2 separate regions of the Cricetulus griseus genome follow, and region 1 is linked to region 2. A link is a contact called in public Hi-C data. All regions are on one chromosome and are shown on one strand. Each heading gives the region's core, a stretch centred on a gene start, on an enhancer-like site or on the middle of the called end of the contact. The rest is flanking DNA. Distances are from core to core; before and after follow the strand shown.

Region 1 (6,942 bases), core at 173-2,672, 360 kb after region 2:
TTTGATTTCACAACTGAGTTGGACACCATATTAAATCTGGCCCTGGACAAGTGATGGAAGGTCCCTCTCAATCACTAGGGCACTCTGGAGAACAATTTGCCTGGAAGCCAGAGGAGTTTAAGCCTCCCTAGCCCTCTACTCAGAAAAAAGATCTGAGCTTCCCCAGCTGGAGCCATTTTGTAAGCGTGTGATTCATCCTGCATCCATTCTAAATCAATATTTTCTTTGTTGTCTAATATTATACTTGGAACCTTGACTTCATTTTCTTATAGCTCCTCTTCCCCCAGAGTTGTACAAATTCCAAACCTTACCAAACCTGGTTCCTCCATTCAAGGTCCTCAAAGCATTGTTCAATTAATAGATTAAATGAAATGGATACAAAAAAATGTGATTGGTTCACAGAAAGCCAAGCATTGTTGGCAACAAATGCTTATGGATCTGGCTGGGCTCCCTCCCTTCTAACCCAGGTAAAGGTGGGTCCCTAGACACAGTATGAACCTGACCAGGAGACTGTGTTCTCCAGCTAGGCCTGCACTGTCTAGCCTGGGCCAGAATCCTTAGTAAGAATGTTCAGTGGCTAAGCATCCAATTCAGTTTTCCAGAGGCCCCCGGCCTAGTATTACAGTTGACATGAAGCAGATTCCTCTTCTCTAAATCACTGTTTATATTTTAGCCAAGTGTCCTACATAAATCTCAGATCCAACCACCAGACTCTCTGGCTGCTAGAGAAATGACCAAGCCCAACAAGAAAATAGCCTAATAAGGAGTTTATGCAAGAGTTGGGGTATCTCTGTGTAAAAGGCTAACTCTGGGAGCACAATTCCACACAACCCTACTGTGAGACTTCAATATTGGAGAACAGGATGGTATTGAAAGCAGCTTTACTGGAAATCAAGGTTGTTTCAAAGAACCATAGCCCAAACCAGGGTATTAGGCTGTGAAATATACATTTCGTTCAAGTAAGATTCAGAAAACATCCTGGAGCCCTTGCTCCATAGGGCTAAGAAGTACATAGATTTGATTTCAGTTCAAGTCACTCTCCAGTATGAGTTCACTCCCTCCCTCCCTCCCTCCCTCCCTCCTCCCTCCCTCCCTCCCTCCTCCTCCCTCCCTCCCCCTCCCTCCTCCTTCCCTCCCTCCCTCCCTCCCTCCTTCCCTGCCTCTTGTCCTTCATCCACCCCTCTATCTTTTTTCTTTCTGTAAGGAAAAGAGAACACAACTTTGAATGGCTTTGTGGCTCCATAAATTAATATTAGGGTTTGGTTCAGAGCTCAGTGCAGTTGTGTGGTAAATTGTGGTTTGGGCCTCATGGTCTGGATGATTAGAAGGTTTGGAAGCCTGCAGAGTGGTGGCTCCAAAAGGCTTAGAAGAAGCCTTCTGCTTGTAGGAGGGGGTGGCCTCTGAATGAGTTCAGCCTGTGCTGACTCCCGAATTCTCCAGCCACTGCTTCGGGTTGGTTGCCACTGTTTCTTTTCTGCCATAGTCTTGCGTAGTCTAGCCCAGAGTAGCTGTTATTTTTAAATAATAATTAGAAAGAGTGAAAGTAATCTTTGGGGAATGCAGGAGGGGAGAGAGTATCTTTATATTTAGACATTCTGGACTTGATTATAAATCCTGGAGCGTGGCCACTCTGCTGGGAATTGCTTCTCTAGGCAACACCTTCCTACATGATTAACTGACTACTGCCATCTAGTGGATTTGGAGGCCTTTGCTGCTCTAACTCCTAATAAACAAGAAATGTGCACTGATCTTAAGAGAAGCCCTACTTAATTAGGCCCACATATCTTAGGGTAGCCCACGGGTAGGATTAAGGATCAGTCACCCTTGGATATTCCTCCGTGCAATGCCTCTGCCTTGACATCGACTAAATAGAAAAAAGAAAGGAATAGAAAAGCAGAAAAAAGAAACATCAGTGCCTGAGGGTCATCATTGGGACAACTGAACCCAAATCACCATTTATTGTGGATAACAGTTCTGCCTATCTGTTCCAGTTTCCCTCTGATGCTACTGCAGGTTGTCATTTGGGACTTAGGCATGACCGAAGTGACTGGAAGAACCCCTTAGGTGGGAGGAGGAAATCAGAGTAGTCCATTTTCAAATGAACTGTCATTCTATCCAAGAAGCCCCCGGTCTCAGCCTTCAGACACTAGATACAAAAACCCTTTGGGGGGAGAGGTAAAAACGGCGTGCAGAACCCCAGAACTTAAGCTGTGGCAGAAGTCAGGGTCAGGAGTGGCTGTTCTGAAGGCAGATACATTGACAGTCAGATAAAGAGCATATCAAAGAATTGCAGGTCTGGACTTTCCAGGGATCTTGAGAAAGAAAGCAAGTAAACAACACTAGGAGTGGACAAATGTGCCCACTTTATTCATTGAGATGGATAAAACACTCAGCAGGCCCCACATATTTAAATCTAAACCACACAGACAGCACCTACTCAAAACATTCTAATGAAGTCACAAAGATTTCCATTTCAGTCGCTGTATCTTCATTTATTTCCAGATGTCAGCCTTGCCATAGCTCCCTGCCCAGTGACACTGTGAAATTTCTATCTAAAGCTGGGTCTGGAGCTGATCGCCCCAACCCCCACCCCTCACCCCAGGCCACAGTTCTCTCATCTGGAAAATGGGGGGAGGGGGCGTCAGTTTAATTACTGCTCTGAGCACTTCCAGATGAAGTTGTACACGCTAAAGTTTTGTTCACGTTTTGGCAAAAGCTCCAGGTCTGAGGGACTGAACCCAGGGCCGTTGACTGCCACTTGGGGCACCTCCTGAGGATCACCTCATATAGAAAATGAGACCATTTCACTTCATTATGGTCTAGAAAAGCCATGGGGTGAATTGTGTTATCACAATTTTCTGGGGTAGACCTAGTGGAAAGACGGTATACTGAATTTCTTCCTGTCTTTAAGTCACCATGTGACCTTAGCAAGTCATTTATTCACTTCCACTGGCTTTCCATAGCTAAAAGGAGGGGGAAAGTCTGCAATAGCTTTTATCTCTTCTTTTTAAAGAGTAGGTGAAAGTATAAACAGAAATGCTACCTTGAAATATGCATTATGGATGTGTATGTTGGTAGCAGACACCTAGAATCTAAGTACTCAAGAAGCTGAGGTAAAGATTCTGAATTCAAGACCAGTCTGAGATATACTGTAAAACTATCTTTACAAAAAAAGATGGGGCTGGGAATATACCTCGGTGGGCAGCAGTGTTTATTTTGTAAGCATAAGGATCTGAGTTCAAATCCCTGGGAGCCGTGTGAAAAAGGCAGGCAGGCAAATGTGCCTGTAACTTAGCATTGGAGTCATCAGGAAGAAACAGGTAAATCCCGTGAGTTTACTGACCAGTCATTCTCGTCAAAATGGCAGGTTTCTGGTTCTGGGAGAGACACTGTCTCATGAGGCAAACCACAGCTGAAGAAACTCACAAACTCATGTGTAGATACCACATACATACAACTCACACCCACTGTACATGGGTACAATATGCATATTGCACACGTACATACGCATGCGTGTTCAGAATGACTTTTAAATGCTTCTTTATGTTTAGATGAAATCTATTTAATATCACAAAGGTCTTCTACATGACACCTATCAAACAGCCAATCAGATCCAAGTCTGAAAGACCACAGATGGCTTCTAGAAGAAAAAAAAAAAAAAAACAATAAACTAGCTTTGTCGGTGATAAACCAGTCCCCTTAAAGAACAGGAGAGCCATGGTCCTTCTTCAGCCTGTTTCTGTTGGTCCTTGGAGGTTGGTTGGCTGCAGCAGGGGCCCAGAGGTGGAGATGAGACAGCCTGGAAGCCCCAGGCAGGCTGCTTCCCTTCTCAGTGGCTGGTGATGAGAGGAGCAGATCTTAGCTCTTCCCTGATCCTATTTCCCCCTTTTCACTGTCAACCTCTCCATGAAAGAGTGGTGGACATCACACTGCAAGATGTGATCCATAATTGTCAATAACATGTGTGTCATCTGATGCTCTAGCTCTATTACATTAATTGCTTTCCTCTCTACACTTTATTTTTAGGTGAACATTAATTGATTCCCAACTGTAATCACAATTATGGTGAGTTACCCTGATTAATGGAAGATGTGATTAATAGATAGGAGACACAAGTGTTTCTTCTTACCCAGGGAGAGAGGATATATGTTACAGATCCATGGTAGACTGCATTTCCCCAAGAGTCTAGAGCTAATGCACAGCTGTCAGTCACCAAATCCCATTGTTGTTTCTGCCCAGCAGGCTGGAGTAAATCCTACCCAGTCTGGCCTGTTTCTCCTTGCCCATTCATTGACCCTCAGGCTTGCACAGGGAACTCTCATATTCCAGGACCCTCAGCTTCCAGAAAGAAAACAGAATTGCTAGCTTGTTGCCTCCCAGTTCTGAACTCTGAAGTCTGAGTCCTGATAAGGCTAAAATGGGCAAGATGAAGGATACACACCACACGTTTTGTACATCTTACTGAATATCTTATGAAGAGAAAGACAGTTTGGCATTTCCCACATGGTAGGACACAGTGTCACCAATGCAACGGGGATGCCCCAGTTGTATCCACCCCATGTCTCCTCTCTTATGGACCACAAACAGGGCCCAAACTGTTAACCTCACCCTTTTTGCAGTACTTACTGGATCCTGACCCATGCTTCTGTTCTTCAGGAACTTCTCTTCCCTTCTCATACCTGATCATCTACAGACTCTCTTCCAGGAAAACTCCACAAACAAATTTCAGTACCAGAATGCCCCATTTCTTTATTGCTGTCTCCTGTGTCCTACCTGTAGACTAGAGTTTTTAAGTTTAAAAAAATCCTTCTGTTAAAGTGTATATGTCGAACTACTAATTAAGCTGTGAGTTTCATGACAACATGGACTTTTTTTTTTGTTTTCCCTTGCCTACTCTGTCTGCCTGAGACTTGAACTCAGGCTCTTTCACTTACTGGCCATGGAATCTTGAGCAAATTACTTATCCCTTTCCTTAGGTTGAATGGGATAAAGTATGTGTTTGATAGAGATTCTGGGTTTTATGGATAGAGTACTGCCATGTAGTGTTATTATTATTAGATATTAGTTGGTCTGATACTAAACAGGACTATACTCCTCTAGCATAGTAAGAGTTACCACCATGTATGGAGTAGCACTGGGCTCACCCCCACCTTTCAGTCACAATCACTAATTACAGTATTCAAATGCCTTCTGGTGGATAAGCATACCATAAATGTACTTACATGTGAGACACGGAACCTGCTTTGTCTCCATCAAGAGCCCATACTTGGCTCACACATGTCAGTTTAATTCCAGCATTGTACATTGTAAGGATCTGTGCTTGCTGAGTCTCCCATCAGCCTCAGGGCCTTGCTGCTCTTAATTGGTCCAGCTCCAAAATAGCTCAGCCCTTGCAGGCAGAAGAAGCTGCAGGCTAGGTCCTGATGGACAGAAAAAGAGATATGTGTGGGCATGGGTATATGTAAATATTTAACCACCTCAGAAGAACTGAAGCTAAGAGCTCTGGATGCATGCTCAAAAGATTATGTTACAAGTTGGGGCCATCAGCAAGAGCCTAGCTCTGAAGCTGCCACCAAGATTGCAAGCACATGTTCAAGTCAACAGATTTGTTCAGCAACAGCCTTTCAAAAATTGTGCCCTGTCTTGTCCAGTAGAACTCTGTGACAATGTATCACTTCTGCCATTGCTGTCAACAAATACCTGGCAGAAATGATTTAAAAGGGAAAGGTTTTATTTTGACTTGTGGTTTCTAAGAGTTTAGCCCATGGTCTCATGGCTGGAGCACATGATGAAGGGAGATTTTTTACTTTATTTTAACAAAAAAACAAAACAGAGAAAATAGGCAATACCAGAAGTAACCAGGGAAGATACGGCCCCCAAGGTCCTACCTCCCAGTAACCTGCTTCCTCCAACTAGATACCACCTCCTGCTTTGGCCATCTTTAGATAATGTCACCTTAGTTTTGATTCCATCAAGGACTTAATCCATTCATTAGTTTGGAGCCCCTATAATCTAATCATTTTTGAAAATGCTATCAGGGATATACCCAGAGATGTTCATTTTTTCAATCAGGTTGACATTAAAATTGACAATCACAAACAAGATACCCATAGCCCCTGAGATTTTTTTCTCATCTATGTGGCATCTGCTGGGGTCAGGTGATCAACTTGCCCCCATCTTCTACATGTTTCCTGTCTCTGTGAACCCATGGGCTAGGAATGCCTCCCTCATGGCCATAGCAGAAAGGAAAAGCCTAAGCCTAGTCATGCCATTCTTTGCTTTATGATAATCACCAACATCCCAATGACTCAAACAGGAAGATGGGCAAGCCTCTATTTAAAGGACAGAAAGGCATATCCTAACTGCTACAGATAGGATATCCTATCTGCTACAAATTAACCTAGCTCTGGGGAGCAGAGAAATACACCAGCACCAATGAGGACACAATCTACTGTGTGTTCTAAATTGCTATTCAGGGCAAAACAGAGTGACATCTAAGCCATTCAGTCAGTCAAAAATAAAGATGACATAGCAATGTGAGTGTGGCCATTGTTGCTTGTACTTTCCCTGGAGCAAGCCTGACCAAAAGCCAGACAAGAACTCCAGTGGCTCTTTTGACTCATCCCTGAGATTTCCAGCTGTGTATCAATAGTAGTATTAGGATACACCTTCAGACTCTCATAAAATGAGGTGCTTCCTATACTAAAGCTTATCCTTCCCAGTATTTAATCACTCTAGATGTTAAGATTTGATTTATTTTTTTAGTGTGTGTGTGTGTGTGTGTGTGTGTGTGTGTGTGTGTGTGTGTGCCTGTGTGAGTTTATGTGCACCATGTGTGTGCTCATGCACAAAGAGATCAGAAGAGATCCCCTGTTGTAACTGGCTCTTTGAAGCTGCCTGATGTGGTTCTGGGAACAGAAGTGAACCAGGGTCCTCTGCAAG
Region 2 (7,118 bases), core at 3,350-5,849:
TAAAAATAAATAAATAAAGTGGTTGCACCAGAAATCCCGAAGTCCATATCTCAAACAGTATGAAGTTTCCAAATGCTGTCTATAATTTAAGAAACTGAGTTCTGGCAAGAAGGAAAACATCTGTCGTAGTAAAGATTAGATTCTGACTGACAAAATGGTGCTATTTGTTTTGAAAGGCAATTAAGACATTGTTCCCAGTGACAGGAAAATTTAGAGATTATTTACATTGAGTTATAGATTACCTATCAGAAGAATTCAATTAATGATAAGTATACTCCAAAGGGAAGCACTTCAAAGGCTCTTAGAGGCTGGGGCTCCTTGTAACTAATTTCTCCTTCGGATTACTTGCTGACTGGAGTCAATAACAGTATCTGCTACAGATAACTAATCAACGCCTTAATTTTTCTGATATTGTTGGGTTGTGGTTTTTTGGCATTTGCCTTGATTTTTTTCTTACATGCATTTATATTTGTCATATGTATGGAGGTCAGAGGTCAACTTGCAGGAATCAGGCCTCTCTTCCATCATGTGTGCTCTGGACATCTGTCTCAGGTCATCAGGCCCTGTGGCAAGCACCTGTACCTACTAGGCTGTCTTGCCAGATAAGGCCCTACCTATCTTAATTTTTGACCAAGCTAAGGGAAGTACTCATTCATTAAATGAGCAAATTCTTAGTTTAACCAACTGACGTGGAGAGACCTGGGAAAAAACTGCTTTTCTATGCAAAGACCTGAGATAGAGCGTTCTGCTATTCTCACAATATTGTTAAAAAAGAAAGAGACCCTGGGTAAAGGTACCTAGAAAGAAAGCACCAAGTTCAGTCCCTGGGTAGAAGGAGAAGTTCAGTAACATGGCCAGCCTGGGATAAATAAAATCCTGGCAGGGCAGGTATATCTTCAGGACTTTTGTAGTGGCAAGAGCCAAAATGTAAATAAATTAATATGGTGGCTCATGGCTATAAAGTCAACACCTGGGAAAGATGAAGCAAGAAGATCCTGAAAAGGTTCAAGGCCAACCTGGTCTCGACCGTGAGTTCCAAGCCAGCCAGGGCTATATAGAGACCCTGCCCCCCAAAAGCTAAACAGACACAGCAATATAAAACCCACCTTATAGAAAAACTTAAATAAATGCAGGGCCATATTTCCACAGTTCTGGATTATAATCTCCATTTGTTTGTAGTCTTGTTACATTTTAATGAATCCTAAGCTAATTTCAATGTGTTTAAGTAAGCTAAAATTTATTGACAGCAATTTATTGACATATTTTTGGAAAGAGTTGGGAGTGGTAAGAGGTTTTTCATATTAAGTATGGCTGTATTATGGTTCTTTAAATTTTGTTCAAACTCCACATTTCCCATTACAAATGAAAATCAATGTTAAAAAATAGAGATCTGTGTAATGGCTGTCACAACAGATTTTGATGAAATGCATCTTCAATTGTTTAGCAAGAGATATTAGGTATATGTTACGTGTATTCTACCTTTTGTACTAAACTTATTCTTTCTTATAAGCCTGGTGTTATCTTGTTAAAAAACCATTCCTACCTATTCCTTAACTCTTATAGGTTACACTAGCAAAGGACTAAAATTGTCAACTAAGCACGTGTTTTAACCTTTTCAGATCATTCAGACACGTCATTCACCACCCAACATTCAACAAACGCTGCTTTCACAGACTCAAATTTACTATGCAATTATGCAACCTGTCTTTTTATTCCTAAGGGGGCAGAAGACACCTACAACGAGGCCGGGCAGCATTTGATGCGTTTGTTATGTGCTAGCATGATGGTTAGTGCTCCTTATAGCTAAATTTTCACATGCACCAATAACGGGAGTTGAATTATACCATTGTCTGTGGATACTCTACAACATTTACAGTCAAAAGGAGGTAGATCCCTCTTTTATGTTCTTCCTAGCCCTTTGATTTGAATTCTGTTTATTTTTTTAGGCTGGTAAAAGCAACACTTTAATTGAAAATTCTCTTTGTAAAACCACTTCTTTCTTTTGTTAAACAGTCTAGTATGTGCTTCTTTCTTATCCTCACCCTCTGGTCTTAGGGGCAGAATAAGGATGCTTTCGTTCCAGGGAACACTGGTCAGGATGCCAGCCTTGCCTGAGCATCCGGGAACATGCCAGTGTAGGATTCCCTCCCTCAGCTTCCACGCGGGATCCAAACACTGAGGGTTACACCCATCTCCATCATGGAGAAGACCACCAGGAGATCCTAAAAAGACACATCACGGAGGATCAGGTCTCCATTGTCACGCTCCTATCCAGAAGGAAAGTCTCAATAAACACACCCTAAGAGGGGTCACCCATAGCACCACAGAGAAGGGAACGCCCCTGCCAGTCCTGGGCCTGATGGCAGCAAGGACCCAGTCGGCACGCCCTGTCGGGACACGCCCTACCACGCCTCGCCACGCCCCTCCAGACCATCGTCTAGTCCTTGGCTAGAGGGTCAGCGCACGCGCGTCTGCACTCACAGCCACAGCTTGGTGGCTACTGTCCTCTGCGCTCACAGGCAAAGCGCTCGTGGCGCAACTGTGCTCCATGGTGGGGGAGCTGAGATGCTACAAGCCAGCGTGAAAGAGGCACGAATGAGCGAGCATGAGCTGGCTGGATCAAGAAATGTCCCATCTCTTCCCCATTCTATGCCCTCAGAAATTGCCGGACAGCTAGGGACAGTATCAGGGCGGGGTCTCTCCCAGCGGGAGGCGAGCGAGACCGTTAAGCTAGAACACCCGGAGACTGTCTTGGCAGCTCGGGCGCCACCCGCGCCGCAATAAAAGCCTCTCGCGGCTTCCCGCCCAGCCAGCCTCGCTCTGATTGGTCGCGGACCGGAGTTGGCTGGAGGCGGTGGCCCAGCTCTGCTCTCCAGTTGCCCACGGAGGGAGGGGGCGCTGGGTGCTCCCGGGGCCGCCCTGTGCACTCCCCACTCAGGGCTCAGCGAGCCAGGACAGGTACAGCCACATTTGGCAGAAATGACAGCCACGCGCAGTCGGTCCCCTATGCCTAGCCTGCTTTCTGCCGGTGCTTGGCAGCACACGCCCCCCGCCCCAGCTGTCCGCCCATCCCACCCAGCTCTCTGCGCGGCCCCAGAGCCCGTTTCTTTCCCCCTCCCAGTCCATGGGGACGCCAAGGCGCAAATCCTTGGGTGGTGTGGGGATAGCAGCTGGAGAGGAGAGGGTGGGCACACTGAAGAATTTTCCAGGGAAGCCGAGATGGAAATAGCCAAAATGCAATTCGCCCCTCGCCACCTCCGGGATGCTGAGGATCTCTGGGCGGCGGCACAGCCCCCGCCACCCGCGACAGCATTGCTATAGTCTTTCTCCCGAGCGCCCCATTGTTCACACTTTGCCAGGATCAGGAACATGCCCAGAGAAAGGAGACTGGGGCGAGGTGTCTCGGGCAGTTGGCTACCTGCCATTCTTCGCTGGCACCGTGCAACCCTGGGCTCGCGGTGCGTGTAAAGGCACACGCGCGCACACGCGCGCTCGCGCGCGCACACACACACTCTAGGCAGCCCGGATCACGCCCTCCTCGCCCTCCGCCCCTCTGCACTTCCTCCTGTCAAAACGCGGCGCTGGACCCTCCCATCCCTCCGTGCTCCCGGCCGAGGGCAGGCTTTGCAACTACCCAGCAATTTGGCAAATGAAAAACTAACGTCATTTGCACGGGGGTGCAGGAACGACCACACGGCCCTGCGGTGCTGCTGAGGGTTGCCCCATTTTGCAAACCGTTATTCGGGGCGGGGAAGAAGGGGGAGTGCACGAAGGCGGCGGCGTGCCCCACTGTATCACACCCCGGGACATAACGATGGGGGGAAGCTGCCCCAGCCTTATTGTTCACTCTTCCCGAAGCTTGACAAGCCCCTCTTGGTGGAAGACGAACCCGGGGGCGACACCACCCGAGCCGCGCATCCCCACCGCCCGCCTTCGGGGAAGGCAAAGCAGCGCTCCCCATCACCGCAGCATCCCGGTCCCATACCCCTGTCCCACCTCCGCGGGCACACAAGTGGGAAGGGCGTGCGCGGCCGCCACCGAGCGGGAGGCAGCCGTCCCGGAGGGCACGGGTTTGGCTGGACAGCAAGGACGATGAGACGCGCTCCCTTCTCAGCTCAGTGGAAATGCTAGGTCTTACACACAAATCCCCCCAAAAGAACCGTGCTCCTCGGGGAGAAGGAGGAAGGACAGGGGTAAGCAGACAATTAGCAAGCCCTATGTAGAATTTAAAAAAAATAAAAACGTACCTGCGGTTCCCAGGAAAAACAAAGTCCAGATGAGATCCGTAGTTCGCAGCATTGTAAACTGCCGGCTGGGAGGGATGTTCTGGCCGCGGTAAATTCTGTGCCTTCCCCTTGCTAGCGACTGTGGACGGCGGCGGAGCAACGGACCGAGGAGCAGACAATTGCCAGGCTGGGTATGATTATTTTTGCAGAATTGTTTCCTGCCAGCCACTGCCGAGCTGCGTTCACGCGCTGAGCGGAGAATGAGTGACAGTCCCAGCCTCAGCACCCTCGCAACTCGGAGATCCCTGCGCTGGTCCGGGTTGGCTTTGATGGAACTGGGGATGCGAGCGACGGGCGGGGGGCGGAGGTGAGAACCTCACTGTGTCCTTCCACCACGCCGACCACAAATAGTTCCTCACATCCAGGAGGTAAGAGACAGGGGAGGCAGATGCAGCCGCCTGCAAAACACGGCCTGGAGTCAGCGAGGGAGCCGGGCTCTTTCACGCGCAGCCTTCCAGGATGAGCTGGGATTTCTTTTCACCCTTTTCCTTCATTCATGCCTGCGCATATCCTTCTGCCCTCCAGCGTTCCTTAATCAGAAATTTGAACATTTTAATAATTACTAAGAGAAAAAAGAAAAGAAAAGAATTTTTGATTGCGTTAGATTTTCAAAGTTGTGTAATCCCTTCGTTTAGTTACTAAAAGTCCTTGCAATAGGAAGCATATGGCTTCATTTTTTTGTGTGTGAAGGAAATTGGAAATTTGGAGAGAGATGAGTGTGCAGGGGATTGTTTTGCTGTTTGTTTTCTCTTGGCTATGAAGTTTACCTTCCCACAGAGGGAGCAACTCACAGTAGCATATCTCAGATCTTAAAAGTGGGAGCGGGGAAGCCAGTCAGAAGAAAACGCAGAGACATTCAGAAATAATATCCAAAAATAACCAGAAACTGTTTACAAGTATTGGAATCCCGCCCCCTCTCTCCCTCTTTCTCTCTGACTCTTCTGGAGGTATTAAGGCATAGGAGCAACAGTAAGTGTTCTCCTTCAACAGGGCACAACCCCATTCTTAAAGCTATGAAAATGAAGTATGGCTGATATACCAACGCAAAGACTTCCATTAGTCATACAGCCTTGTTTGTTGGGGGGGGGGCGCAGGGAGAGTGAAATCCTTACACATTGGCACCTGAACAGAACTAGAGTTGCACAAGAAATACAGAGAGTGTTCTGGAAGTGTCTTGATTTAAGTTAGCCTTGCACAGCAAATGCCTCCAACAGAGGAAAAGACCTAATTCACCCATACACTCAAGCCCTGCCATATGCTTTAAAGGGCGGGCTCTTTGGTGCTATAGCAGTCAGAAAAACCACCTTCTGCTGGCTGACCAGTCACCCTCCAGCTGTCTGCTCCTCCTCTATAATGAACCCAGTAAACTAAACGACATGCTGGGGTTTCCAAAGACCCATGGGAAGTCCTATTTTTCACCCTAGAAACCTTTTATATTCACTTTTGTAATATTTACTTTATACTGATCATAAATAATTCAAAAATACAGAAAAGTATAAAGGTTTAAAGAATATCTCAATGCCCCCACAGATTTTATAGCTATCCTCAATGTTTCTAAGTCTTCTAATAATGTGTGTGTGTGTGTGTGTGTGTGTGTGTGTGTGTGTAGATGTACATGTGTGTGAAGCATATGTGTTAGTAGGTATATGTGTGTAGATGTCAGAAGATAACTTTGGGTGTTATCACTGTCCACCTTTCTTTTTCTGAGAAGTATCTCTCACCATCCTGGAGCTCTCATCTAGTAGCCTAGGCTTGCTGGGTAGTGACCTCTTTGGATCTACCTACCTCTGCCTCCCAAGATCTGAGATTACAAGCATACTGCCACACCTAACTTAAGCAAACAAACAACAAAACTGGCTTCTGGAGATGAAGCTCAGGCACTCCAGCTTACAAGACAAGCAATTTAGAGACTGAACTATCTCCCTAAATCTGCATTCAATTTTTATAATTAGCACATTTTACTAGCAATCTGAAGCCTGCTGGTATTTCCTAATGTCATATAAGCATTTCCCTGCAGCCATGAGAAAAGTTCTCTAAATAGCTCTATAATATTTCTTCAGTGGATGTCTCCATGGCATTTCTCCCAACCCTAGATATTTAAATTTCTTTCTGAGTCTGATAATATAAATAATACTTTTATGAGCACCAATTCAAGTATTTGTTGGGTAGCCATTGTACTTAGCCCTGTGTTTGACGTCATGGATATACATCTACTACAGTATGATCTGGAATGTTCCTCCAAGGCCGAGAAAATCAAGTCTTGGCCCCCATGGTGGCTCAACTAGGGCATGAGAGGCCATTCTGTGGTGGGGATGAGAAAAAGGCTAGCTCACTTGAGGTTGTACCTTCAGGGGGATATTGAGAACGTTGTCCCTCTCCTCTCTCTGGTACTTTCTGCTGACTCAGGTTTTTCTTCCTCAGATTCCTTACTATGATATGTTTCTTAGCACTAGGCCCAATGGCAGCAAGATGAAGCTGCCAGAGCCCGAGATCTCTGAAGCCATGAGCTAATATGCACCTTTCCTCCCCCTAGGCTGTTTGTGCCAGATGTGTATCACTGAGACAGAAATCTGACTGATGTTATGCACATTTATAGACTCTTCTGCTTGCTGTCTTTGGTTTCGAATTGTCTTTTGCTGGGGTGTACAATGACCACATTATACCCTATAACTTTATGTGGGTGACAATATCAGACTTTTTTTCTAATGAAGTTTTCAGTGCACAGAAGAATAAAGTGAGTAGGCTGATGGTGGAGAGGAGTCAAGGTTGGTGCACCCAAAATAAATTTTTTCTAATTTTACCACCCAGAGTGAGAGACACACCCATCCCTGC

The links. Hi-C and Micro-C count contacts between places; a contact is called where the count stands out from the background.
Region 1: a contact with region 2 is called in a Hi-C map of the CHO-K1 cell line, with 4 times the contacts expected there. The contact joins the enhancer-like site here to the promoter of Ncam1 in region 2. A contact is called at or near these places in 2 of 8 Hi-C or Micro-C datasets (the CHO-K1 cell line and fibroblasts).

What each region holds. Positions count from the first base shown.
Region 1 is chr4:161,941,404-161,948,345 of CriGri-PICRH-1.0, forward strand. No RefSeq gene overlaps it. Among named protein-coding and RNA genes, the nearest start is that of Pts, 340 kb to the right of the region's middle. Within about 2 kb of position 1,423, at least 1 of the 6 cell types and tissues checked has open chromatin away from gene starts, as enhancers often do. A contact at or near this core is called in the CHO-K1 cell line, where this site is marked.
Region 2 is chr4:161,580,160-161,587,277 of CriGri-PICRH-1.0, forward strand. Ncam1 (neural cell adhesion molecule 1) reads right to left here and starts at 4,600. Exons shown (of 20, transcript XM_027412111.2): 1 at 4,248-4,600. The coding sequence starts at 4,299.